2 separate regions of the Oryctolagus cuniculus genome follow, and region 2 is linked to region 1. A link is a contact called in public Micro-C data. All regions are on one chromosome and are shown on one strand. Each heading gives the region's core, a stretch centred on a gene start, on an enhancer-like site or on the middle of the called end of the contact. The rest is flanking DNA. Distances are from core to core; before and after follow the strand shown. Region 1 overlaps PMP22 (peripheral myelin protein 22). Region 2 has its middle 19 kb from the start of CDRT4.

Region 1 (5,465 bases), core at 63-2,562:
GCGACTCAGCCCGAGGAGGGCGAGCTTTCCCTGAGACTCCGGTCTCAGTGTCCACAGGCGCCATCCCCAAGTGGCATCTGGCCACGCGGGGCCGGCACGGAATCCGGCACTCTGTTGGGAGTAGCGGCCACTCGCGCTCCAAGCCTCGATCCGGGAGGGACAAGCGCTATTTTAAACGGGGAAAATTCTTAGCCCTCAACTTACCCTCGTGGGCCTGGCCCATCTTCTTGGGTTAAGGTGTCCTGGCTTCGAGGGCTGCCTGTCTGGCTGGTGGCGTTCCATGGCTGGGGGAGCGGGGGGCCCCAGAGTGTCCCTTCTCCTCCACGTGCGCCTTCTGGGCTCTCACACGTGGAGGACATCTGGACACACCCTAGGCAGGCTGGGTTTGCTTCCAGTTGTGCTTATGCTAAGTGAGAAGTGACCCGTGCTGACGGCCTCCTGCTGGGTCGTGGTGTGGGGCAGCTGCAGCTTGGAGTAGCGCCCCCTGCTGGGCCTCCTTGGCCGGCCCTTCCTTCCTTCCTTCCTTCCTTCCTTCCTTCCTTCCTTCCTTCCTTCCTTCCTTTCTTTCCTTTTTTTTTTTTTTAAATTTTTTATTCCTATACAGAGAACAGATTTTGTGGGGTTTTAAGAGGCCCATACTTTCATCCCTCTATGGGGTTTTACAGTCGCTGTGGCAAACAGTAAGGCAAAAAATAAAGTCCAGTTTTTGCCAAAGTCCCCTTGGCAAATGAACTGTTAGTGGCAAATCCCTTCTCATGCGTGTGTGTATTTGCCCCTAGACTGTTGGAAATGTCTTGTGAAGTCATCATATTCGTTTTTGAGCATCTCTGTGTGCAGAATCTGTTGTGAGTGTGTTAGGGGAGAGCCAGGTGGCTTGTGTCACTGGAAGTTTGTTTTCTGAAGGGGGCTTGCTTCTCTCTGGGGGTCACCATTCACATTGTTTTCTGTGTGAACGGAGCCTCCCGGCACTGTGCCACGTCTCGGTCTCTCACTGAGCTTATAGGGGTTTGAAGGGCACGGCTGTTTCCCCCCAAACCACCTCTTGCTGCTGGAAGTGGTTAGAGACGCCTTCGTGTTTTTAGAAATTTATTCACACACCTTCTGGCTGTCTCCTCCTCCACCTGGCTGTAGGCAGAGGTCGAAGCGTGTTCATTGTGACCTTGGGTCAGATAGACGTTCTCCTTGGCCCAGGGAATACCAGGAGCTGGACGTGATGGGCCTTGACCTTGAGTGATCCCAAGCATCACTGAGGAGTCAGCACACAAGTATGGAGGGATGAATCACCCACTCTGAGGGCAGCGTAGGGCAGATGGTGAGTGGGAGCTGATGAACAGTGCAAGGGACCAGGGAGGAAGTGGATGGGAAATCTCTGGTGGGAGGTAGAACTTGATCCAGCCCCCGGGACATAAGTACATGCAGGCTTTGGCGGGGGGGGGGGGGGGGGAGAGGGAATGTTCCCTGTGTGAGCAGTAGCAATTCAAGGCCAGGGGAAAGCAATGCGTGGGGTGTGGTAGACCAGTTGGCTGGTGTTCTGGTTAAGTGTGAACTCCAATGTGTGTACTAGATCATCTTCCCATGAGAGTTGTAAATAGGGTGGTTCCTTTGTCTTTCTTTTAGAAGAAGTCTGGCAGCAAGCAGGCTGGGAGAGGAATGACAGATCCATTGTCAGAAGCCAGGCACTTTCTAGTTCATTTCTTTGCTGTCTCTTGGGTTTGGCCCTTGTCGTCATAGACTAAGAGGTGCCATAGCTCCAGCCATCTCATCCATACACTGGGTGGAGACAGAAGGAGAGGAAGAATGTGTCCCTTGCTCTTTTAGTGACATATCCCTGGATAGACCACATGGTTTTCTACCTTTCCCTGCTAAGCTACTCACAGGGTCACACCTACAGTTGATAACGAGCGAGGTTGAGAACTGTCACGTGGACTTTGGGAAGCACGGCTTCTCCACTCATAGAAATTTAACAGCAGGTGCCTCCCCATGACCCGGGAGTGAGGCGCTTCCCTCGCGGACTCTGACCGTGCCCTCCATACCCAGGGGCGTGCTCCTATGATAGTTGCAATGGCTCCGTCCAGGGCTAAATTCCTTCAGCATTCTTTAGATTCTCCTAGGCACTGCCACTAGCCACAGAGCTGCCCAGGCAGCCCCCGGGCTCACTAGCCTGCACCTTCCCTTGCTTCCTTGTCATTCATTTCTTGTGTTGAATCCAACCCTGATCGTATCACTCCTCCTTTTAAAACAGAGCCCCTGCCTTTGTGTGAACCTCAGGTGGAGCTGTCACAGGTCTTGGTACCCTACCCGATGCACCTGCTCCTGCTTCCAGAAAACCTCCTCCTCCTCCTCCCCTGACCCTCCCACCCTGCCCTTCATCCTGGAATTTCACCATCTCTAGCGGCAGGATCTCTCCTCATCCCTCCTCTTCCATCCCCCGTCTCCTTCCCTTGTGATCTCTCATTTGGAACTATTTGTTGGATGTCTCCACTACTGGGGCATTGAGGACCTAAGAGTGAACGAGAGCTTTCATTTTTGTTGGACAAAACTGTCGATGAAGGGCTTGGGGGACAAGTGATGGAAACTGTAGCAAGAAGACGGGGTGATGGGATCTTGGGGGATTGCAATGGGGCAGGGAAGCCTCTTGGAGGGGTGACCCCCGGGGGTGTCATCAAGTTCAAGGTTGCCGAAGAGGGCATGAGGTGGGCGTAGGTGAGGACACGTGGGAGCAGAGAGCAAGGAGTAAGAGCTCAACTTCCTTCCAGATGCTCGGACGGCTCCCTGCTGTTTATGATGTCATTCAGACCTGCTGTGGCTTACATGTGTTTCTCAGTGGCGTGGTTTGTCCCAAGTGCTCCTGAATGCGTAGAAAGCATGTGTGCCCCCCATACAGCCCCAGGGACGGTCCTGGGGGATGAAATGGTTTTCTTTCCTTTTGTTGCCTCACACGCTTTCCTCGTGGAGACCTTTGATTGGCACGATCTGGAAAACACTTGAGGGATTTTGGTTGTTGTTGTAAGAGAAGGTTCTCTCTGCCTTTATTAAGAAAGTAGAATCTTAGGGCATGGAAAACAGGACCCACGGGGGTGGCATCTGCATAAGAAGCAAACAGGGGCACAGAACCGTGGAGCCGGTTCCTAGACCTGGAGCTTCTCAAACTGCTAAGATCTGGACAGCGGCTCGGGCTCAGGGCAGGGGTGTGCCAAGTCCCATCTGCACATCCCTACTGACCCAGAGAGTTCAAGCAAAATGTGTGCCTTGCAGATGCATGAACTACAGCTTTTTTTTCTTGTTGTTCTGAGCTTTCCAGAAGATGCAAATACCAAATCCCAATGTGCAGACGCATTCTCCTCTGTCCCCTCTGTGTGCACCTGCTGTGGAGCAGAACGGTCCATTCATGGGTGCCAGGCTGTTTGGAGGCTGGAAGGGCCCAGCCTTGGCCTGGCCCTGCCGCTTGGCCTGGTCCTCATGAGCTTCATATGGAGGCAGGGTCCAGGCAGAACTTGTCTTCAGCAGGTACCGTACCCCATCTCCGCTGCAGAGTCTTGCCTCAGAAGAACTAAGAGGTTGACAGACTTTTATCAATGGAGATGTTAGATGCCCGCCATGTGTACACTCCTGTGTCATTTTCCTTCTTAAAGGGGAAATCCGTGCTTAACCCCCACTCATAATGAGAATAATTGGGCCTGCCTCTACTCTGTCCCCAGAGCATCCTTTGCTACCCCCAGCCCCCTGCTGTCCCTCATTTCTTGGTGAGGACAAACAGGGGCCCATGTCTGCTGTGTCAAATTGTGGGCTGGAGCGAGGACCAGAAGCTGGGATGATGGCCACTTCTTACCTTCCTTTTTTTTTTTTTTTTTTTTTAAGTTTAAAGGCAGAGAGATGGTGTTTGCTTCAGCAGCACATATACTAACGGCAGAGAGAGGGAGAGGTAGAGAAAGAGAGGAGACAGATATTTTTTTTTGTCTGCTCATTTACTCCCCAAATAGCCTCAACAGCCTGGGCTGGGCAGGCTGCAGTCAGGAGCCAGGATCTCCAACCAGGTGTCTCACTTGGGTGGCAGGAGCCCAAGCACTTGGACCATTTTCCACTGCTTTCCCAGGTGCATTAGCAAGGAGCTGGATCAGAAGCGGAGCAGCCAGTAGTTGAACCAGGGCTCTGACATGGGATGCCGGTGTTGCAAGCTGTGGCTTAACCCACTGTGCCACAACACCAGCCCCCTCCTTACCTTTTCCATTTCGAGCAAAAGCAGGAATGAGCTCATGTCCATGAATGGGTTGTGGGCAGCATTAAGTCAGTGCTATGGATTAAAAAGGAGGAGAAGATAAACCTCTTGCCAGTGTCAACCTTCCCCGACATGAGCCCTTGGTGGTCTCTGGTGGTCTCTGTCTTCAGATTGATTGCAGATTTTCCCTTATGGATCCATTTGGTGGCATTGTCATTTTGGCTGGGATGCCAGACTCCCTCCTCCTCTGTGGCTCAGCTTTTGGTCAGATTGTAGAAAACACAAGAGACCCTCTGCACTTATGGGTTCATATTTTGTAATTTACCATCTTTGTGGCTTCCTGAGTCAACCCATAATCTCTCCCCCAAGTAATGGTTCTTGATTTTACAGGCACTTGTGGGATGCCCAGACCCCAGTGGGTGAAGGAAGTACAGTGGATAGGATGTGGTGTCCAAATGATGGTCTTTCCTTTTTTTTTTTTTTTTTTTAAGATTTATTTATTTGAGAGGCATAGATACAGACAGAAAGGTCTTCCATCCACTGGTTCACTCTCCAAATGGCTGCAATGGCCAGAGGTGGGCCCATCCAAAGCCAGGAGCAAGGAGCTTCTTCTGGGTCTCCCACATAGGTGGGTGCAGGGGCCCAAGGACCTAGGTCATCATCCATTGCTTTCCCCCAGCACATTAGCAGGGAGCTGGATTGGAAGTGGAGCAGCCAGGACTTGAACAGGTGCCCATATGAGATGGCAGCGCCACAGGCAAAGGCTTAACCTGCTATGCCACAGCATCGGCCCCCAAAGGATGGTCTCCCAATCCTTCAGGTATCTCGTCCAATGCCAGGACCCAGGAGTTCATGTGGAATGCTGGTCCCAGCCTGCTTCTGAACCACGTGAATCTTGGCGTTCAGAATCTTTGCTTCTGAAGCACTTGAACTTCATCCCTAGACTTTTCCCAGAGCAGAGAAAGCATCTGTACTGTTCCGGGAACAGTACAAGTTCAAGAGGCGTTATTGTGCATGGAAGGGTATTAAGTGTCCGGGAACAGAGATGCCTCCAGGGCCTGAGGCTGTGGGTGTTGGCCTCTGGCTCCTGAGAGAGGGTGGCAGGGGTAAAGCCTGCTGACTGAGCAGTCACTGCCCCCCAAACAGGGCCTGGTGGTCATCTGCTCCCCACCGCGTGTAGCTGTAGAGCCCTCTGCGGTAGGTCTACCATGTGTCCACCCTGCTGGCGATGAGGAACTTACCTTTCAAG
Region 2 (5,385 bases), core at 91-2,590, 250 kb before region 1:
AGAAGGGGTATGCATTGGGTGTTGTTATTGTATGGGTGTGGTTTGTCCCCCAAGGGTTTATGTGTTCAAAGCATGGTCCTCAGTGTGGTTGTGTTGACGTGGGGGACCTTTAAGAGGTGGAGCCTAGTAGGAGGTCCTAAGAGTGGCATCCTGACTGGTCATGTGACCTTTAAGAGGTGGAGCTAAGTGCGAGGTCCGAAGACTGACTTCCTGTCCGGCCACAGTGCTCTTTCCTTCTCACACATCCTCCCCCCACTGTGATGCCTCTGTCTGTTATGGTTAAGGGGGCTCTCGCCAGAGCCTTGCTATGTTACCTGGACATTGTACTTCCAAATCAAATAAATGAGTCAAATAAGTCTCTCTCTTTTTTTTCAGAAGTGCCCAGCTTCAGGTATTTCATGACAGTAGCAAACATGGACTAATACTGAAATACTAATACTTGGGTCATCACCTGCTACCTCCCAGGCGCATTAGCAGGGAGCTGAGTCAGAAGCAGGGCAGCCAGGACTTGAACTGGCACTTGTATGGGATGCGGGCATTGCAGGTGACGCCTTAACCCGCTACGCCACAATGCTGGCCCCATTGCTTATTCTTAACTGCCTTGTTTCCACTCCTTTCCATTTTCCTTATTGGATTTCACCAAACCATAGTCTTACAAATAAACTTCTCCTGGCTTCCTTTGGATGCCATCACACTGGATGTGAAAAATCTCCACTCTTCAAAGGATTTAACCTTAGGAGCAATCCAGCTGGGCTCCAGACTGTAGTTAAAAAAAAGAAGAAAAATGTTGACGTAGAGCATCAGGAGGTGACCGTAAGTGCTCTGTATGTCTTCAGTTCCCTGTAGGGGCTGAAGGCTGTGCTTGATGAACTCTGGCCTCCAGGACTTTTTCATCAATGAACTGCCTCTGGAGCTTGCTCCAGGAAAACCTCCGTCTGGCCCCGCCCCGTCCCCAGATCCTCCTCCCCTTTGTTACACTCCCAGATGCTGTCGACAGGTGGCGCCAGCCGGCCTCGCTCTCCTCTGTGGCCCCATCGGAGGGGCGGGGTGGGGCGGGGCGAGGCCCAGAGTCTGAAGAAGGCCTGAGCCAGGGTCAAGATCTCTGGCATCTGGAATGCATTAAAAACAACCCACAAATCTGAATCTCAAAGGAGGGAGTGAGAGAGGGAGAGAGAGAGAGAGGAGAGAGGGGAGAGAGAGGAAAGAGAGAGAGGAAGAGGGCTAGGCTAGGGGCAGAGGGCTGGGAAGGGGATGCATGGGCCCAGGGTCACCACTGACAAGGGGCGGGGGGTCCATGATTGGGGTCATTGCAGACCTGGCCCCGGGGAGGAGTGGAGCCACGAGCTAGAGGTCCATGGATGGCGGGCCCGGGATCCTTGGAGTCTCTTTTCCGGGCAGGGTGGCCCCTCCTAGGCGGGGACAGAGAGGGAAGGGGTGGAGGCCTGCAGCTTCCTCCTCTGCCTGGAGCTGGGTCACTTTCCCCAAGTGACAAACCCTTGCCTCTGCAGGTCGTGACTGATGGGCCAGGGGCTGCCCAGGTCAAGTTCCAGACATTATGTGTGTGTGTGTGTGTGTGTGTGTGTGTGTGACAGCCTCCCCTCCACCCGCATTTGAGTTCAGAGTTTATTTGTTTTTTTCTGGGTCTTCATGATGAAATAGTGGTTTTAAAGGTTCCCCCATGTCACTCCTTAGCACCCAGGAGCTGGGGGACAATGACCAAGCACCACGGTGGGTGCGATCGGAGGTCACTCTCCCCCCACCCTCACCCCCAGGAAGGACACAGAACATCTCCTTCTCTGGGCTGTGCCACAGCGTTTGGGTTTGGGGAGTGAGGTGTGTTCTTGTCCTTCTCCTATGGCTGGAAGAAGCTATCGTGGAATAAAAAGGAAGAGGATCTGAGCCGGCCTGTTTGTAATAGCTCTGCTCGCCGTGTGTGTGTGTGTGTGTGTGTGTGTGTGTGTGTGTGTGTGACACCTGTTCTCATATCACGCTACCACTTTCCACCTAAACCACCCATTTCCGCCTCAGTCCCCCTACAGCTGGCTGCCCTGCTGTGCACGCCCTCATCATTCCCTGTTGCTCCTGTGTCTGGGTGGGAATGTGAGGAAGAAGCAGCTCAGAGCTGCGAGGCTGAGCTCCCAGGCCCGGCTACGTCCAGCACTACAGTTTGCATGTAGTTTGTTTCTCAAAGGTTCCTGTATCAGAAGCAGGGTCCCCAGTGTGAGGCGCTGGAACCGTGAAGAGTTGGGACCTAGGGGGAGGCAGTTTTGTAACTGGGGATGGCGGTGGCAGGGGTGGTGGTGGGGAACATTGTCTGTAGAAGGAATTAATGCTGGTATTGTGGAGTGAGTTAGCTCTCGTGCTATGAAAGAGCAAGACTGGTCTCTGGTATCCTGCCTTGCATGCACCTGCCACTGTGATGACATACACCTGAACTTGGACTTGCAGCCTCTGAACCTGGAAGAGGAATAAGCCTCTTTTCCTTGTCCGCACCCAGCCTCAGCCGTGCAATTGTGGCAACAGAACCTGGACTCATGCACTGGCCGACGGCAATAAAACCCTTTTCTGTCCAACTGATTGGTCATCGGGCTCCCTGTGGCAGGGACATAATATAGCTGGCCCCACAAATTTGATGTTCCCCTGCTTCTTCGGTGATGTACTGAGTGAAATAGAAACTGTTATTGACGGACCCTCCAGTCCGTTTGAGGTTAGGGAGGTGGGTGCTGTGAACACGTAATTAAACTCCAGGCAGTGGGAATGAACTTCAAGAGGGATGGAGGACAAAGGAGGAAAGGATCTAGTGGTTCTTGTGAACCCCAAGTTGACAAGAGATATGGGGATGGGACAGTGGTGGACAGGACACAACGCGGAGTAAACCTGACATCCTGCACCTTCTCACTGTTGTTGCAGATGAGCAACATCAGTCCAAGAAACCCAAAAGGAACTTGCATTCGAGGCAAAACATGTGACCAGCTCCTGAGTGGAAGAAATTGTGTCGTTTGTGTCCTTGGCATCTCCTACAAGGCTTCCCAGTGAATAACTGTACATATCTTTAAGACTTAATGTGATATTTTCTTTTCTTTTCTTTTTTTTTTTTTTTGACAGAGTGGACAGTGAGAGAGACAGAGAAAGGTCTTCCTTTGCCGTTGGTTCACCCTCCAATGGCCACCATGGCCGGTGCACTGCGCTGATCCGAAGCCAGGAGCCAGGTGCTTCTCCTGGTCTCCCATGTGGGTGCAGGGCCCAAGCACTTGGGCCATCCTCCACGGCACTCCCTGGCCACAGCAGAGAGCTGGCCTGGAAGAGGGGCAACCGGGACAGAATCCGATGCCCCGACCGGGACTAGAACCCAGTGTGCCAGCGCCGCTAGGTGGAGGATTAGGCTATTGAGCTGCGGCGCCGGCCATGTGATGTTTTCACACACGATGATTTTTCAACAAATTCTTATGGAAAGAGGGAAGGAGTAAGTTCCAGAAGGAAAAACAATCTTTCAAGTTCCCAAGAGGCCAAACGACAAGAGGCTGCTGTGGTCACTGGCACATGGTCAGCCCTCACACGGCACACAGTCTCTGTGGGTTCTGCCTTTGCAGATTCAACCAGTCAGGGGTAGAAAATGTTCGGAAAAAAAAATCTGTACTAAACATATTCAGCAGCTTTTCTTCCTTGTCATTATTCCCTGAACAATACAATAGGACGACTATTTATATAGCATTTACGTTGGATGTAAATAATCTAGAGATGCTTAGATTAAACCACGTGGGAAGATGTTATATGTGAATTCTGCACCATTTTATGGACCTGTGCACCTGCAGATTTTGGTATTTTTGGTGTGTGGGGGATCCTGCAATGGATCCACCATAGATGCTGAGGGCCGACTACATACATTGAATAGTGTGCATTGCCCAGTCTCCCAAGACTGGTCTCCTCCCGTCCTCTCTTTGTTTTCTTCCCACCTATCCTACCTCTCCTTGGCTGATGTAACTTTGCTTTCTTCCTGATGAGGCAGAGCGAGACATAAATGGTGGGGATTTGGAGTCAGGTGATTCTCAGGTTTCACACCCAGCTCAGCCACTGATTCTGTGTGACCACATCTGCTGACCACATCACTCGTATTCTTTATGCTGCACTTTTCCTCATCTGTGCAACGAGGGCAGGGAGCAGGCTCTCCCGGGACAGCTGTGAGGGTTACTGGAGCTTGGCAAAGTGTTCCGGAGTTGGCTGCTGGCTTTCCGTCATGCAGTGCAGGACGAACACTCTGCCCATTTGAACCGTGTCCGAAGCAAATTGGGTTCCTACGTGGATTGGCAATTAGAATCAATCAATGGAGCAGCAGAGAAGGCACACATCTCTCTCCTTCTGGGAGCTGGGAGATGCACTGGATCCCTGAACAAGAGGTAGGCTGCTGTGGAAGAGTTTTTATCAAGAGGAGATGGAAGCTACCAGAGCAGAGGAGCTCGATGGAAGGGCTCGTGTGGCCTTTGTGAAGTCCTCAGCCATCCTGGCGCTGGCTGGATAGCAGACCCTGTGGGTGTCTGAGTATCAGTTACAGCCGTGCGCATCCCCAGAGGAAGAGTCATCCCCAGGCATTTTTTTTTTTAAACTTTGATTTAATTCTTTATATTTACTTTAGCAGCAGGAGATAGACAGAGAGATCTCCCAGTCTGCTGGTTCACTTCCCAAATGCTCGCAATGGCTGGAGCTGGGCCAGGCTGAAGTCAGGAGCAGGAACTCAAACCAGGTCTCCCACATGGGTGGCAGGGACCCAACCACCCGCGTGCTCACCTGCTGCCTCCAGGGTCTGCACTAGCAGGGAGCTGGGAGTGGGAATGGAGCTGGGGATCAAACCCAGACACCAAGTGGGAGCTGGGCATCCTAACTGCTCGGCCAGGTGCCTCCCTCTATCTCCCTTAAAAGAGGACTCACCAGGGCGAGGTGGAGAGGCACAGCACTGCTCAGAAGTTACCGTGGGGGCTCGAGTCGTCCTGTTTCCAAACTCACTTTGCTGTCAGGAAACCAGAGCAGAGTGGCAGAATGACTTGCCCGCGATCAGTCAGTGATGGCAGAGGCACCCTGTGGATGTGTGACCCGATGGGTCTGTTCCTTGGCCACACGCACACACACACACACACACACACACCCTGAGCACATTGAAAGGGGGCCTAAGCCAGTGCTGTCCAGCCTCATGGCTTAGAGCAGTCTGTGAAGATGCTGGTTGACTGCACGGGATCCAGCCCTGCAGGTTTCTCTGGGTGAATCAGGTCCCTCCCACGTGGAGACCATTCAAGGGCGGATGCCCCAGAAGACACCCAGAGAGCGGGGGCCTTGGAAAGTGCCCCCCAGGGACTGACACGTGGGCTCAGGGGAACAGCTGAGCTTGACCTGGGG

Evidence for each region. Hi-C and Micro-C count contacts between places; a contact is called where the count stands out from the background.
Region 2: a contact with region 1 is called in a Micro-C map of ear pinna, with 4 times the contacts expected there. The contact joins two enhancer-like sites. A contact is called at or near these places in 3 of 6 Hi-C or Micro-C datasets (ear pinna, psoas muscle and an unstated tissue).

Annotation. Positions count from the first base shown.
Region 1 is chr17:59,067,953-59,073,417 of mOryCun1.1, reverse strand. All of the region lies in intron 3 of PMP22 (peripheral myelin protein 22), which reads left to right. Among named protein-coding and RNA genes, the nearest start is that of PMP22, 10 kb to the left of the region's middle. Within about 2 kb of position 1,312, at least 1 of the 8 cell types and tissues checked has an H3K27ac peak or open chromatin away from gene starts, as enhancers often do.
Region 2 is chr17:59,321,791-59,327,175 of mOryCun1.1, reverse strand. It overlaps a transcript of TVP23C not described here. Among named protein-coding and RNA genes, the nearest start is that of CDRT4, 19 kb to the right of the region's middle. Within about 2 kb of position 1,340, at least 1 of the 8 cell types and tissues checked has an H3K27ac peak or open chromatin away from gene starts, as enhancers often do.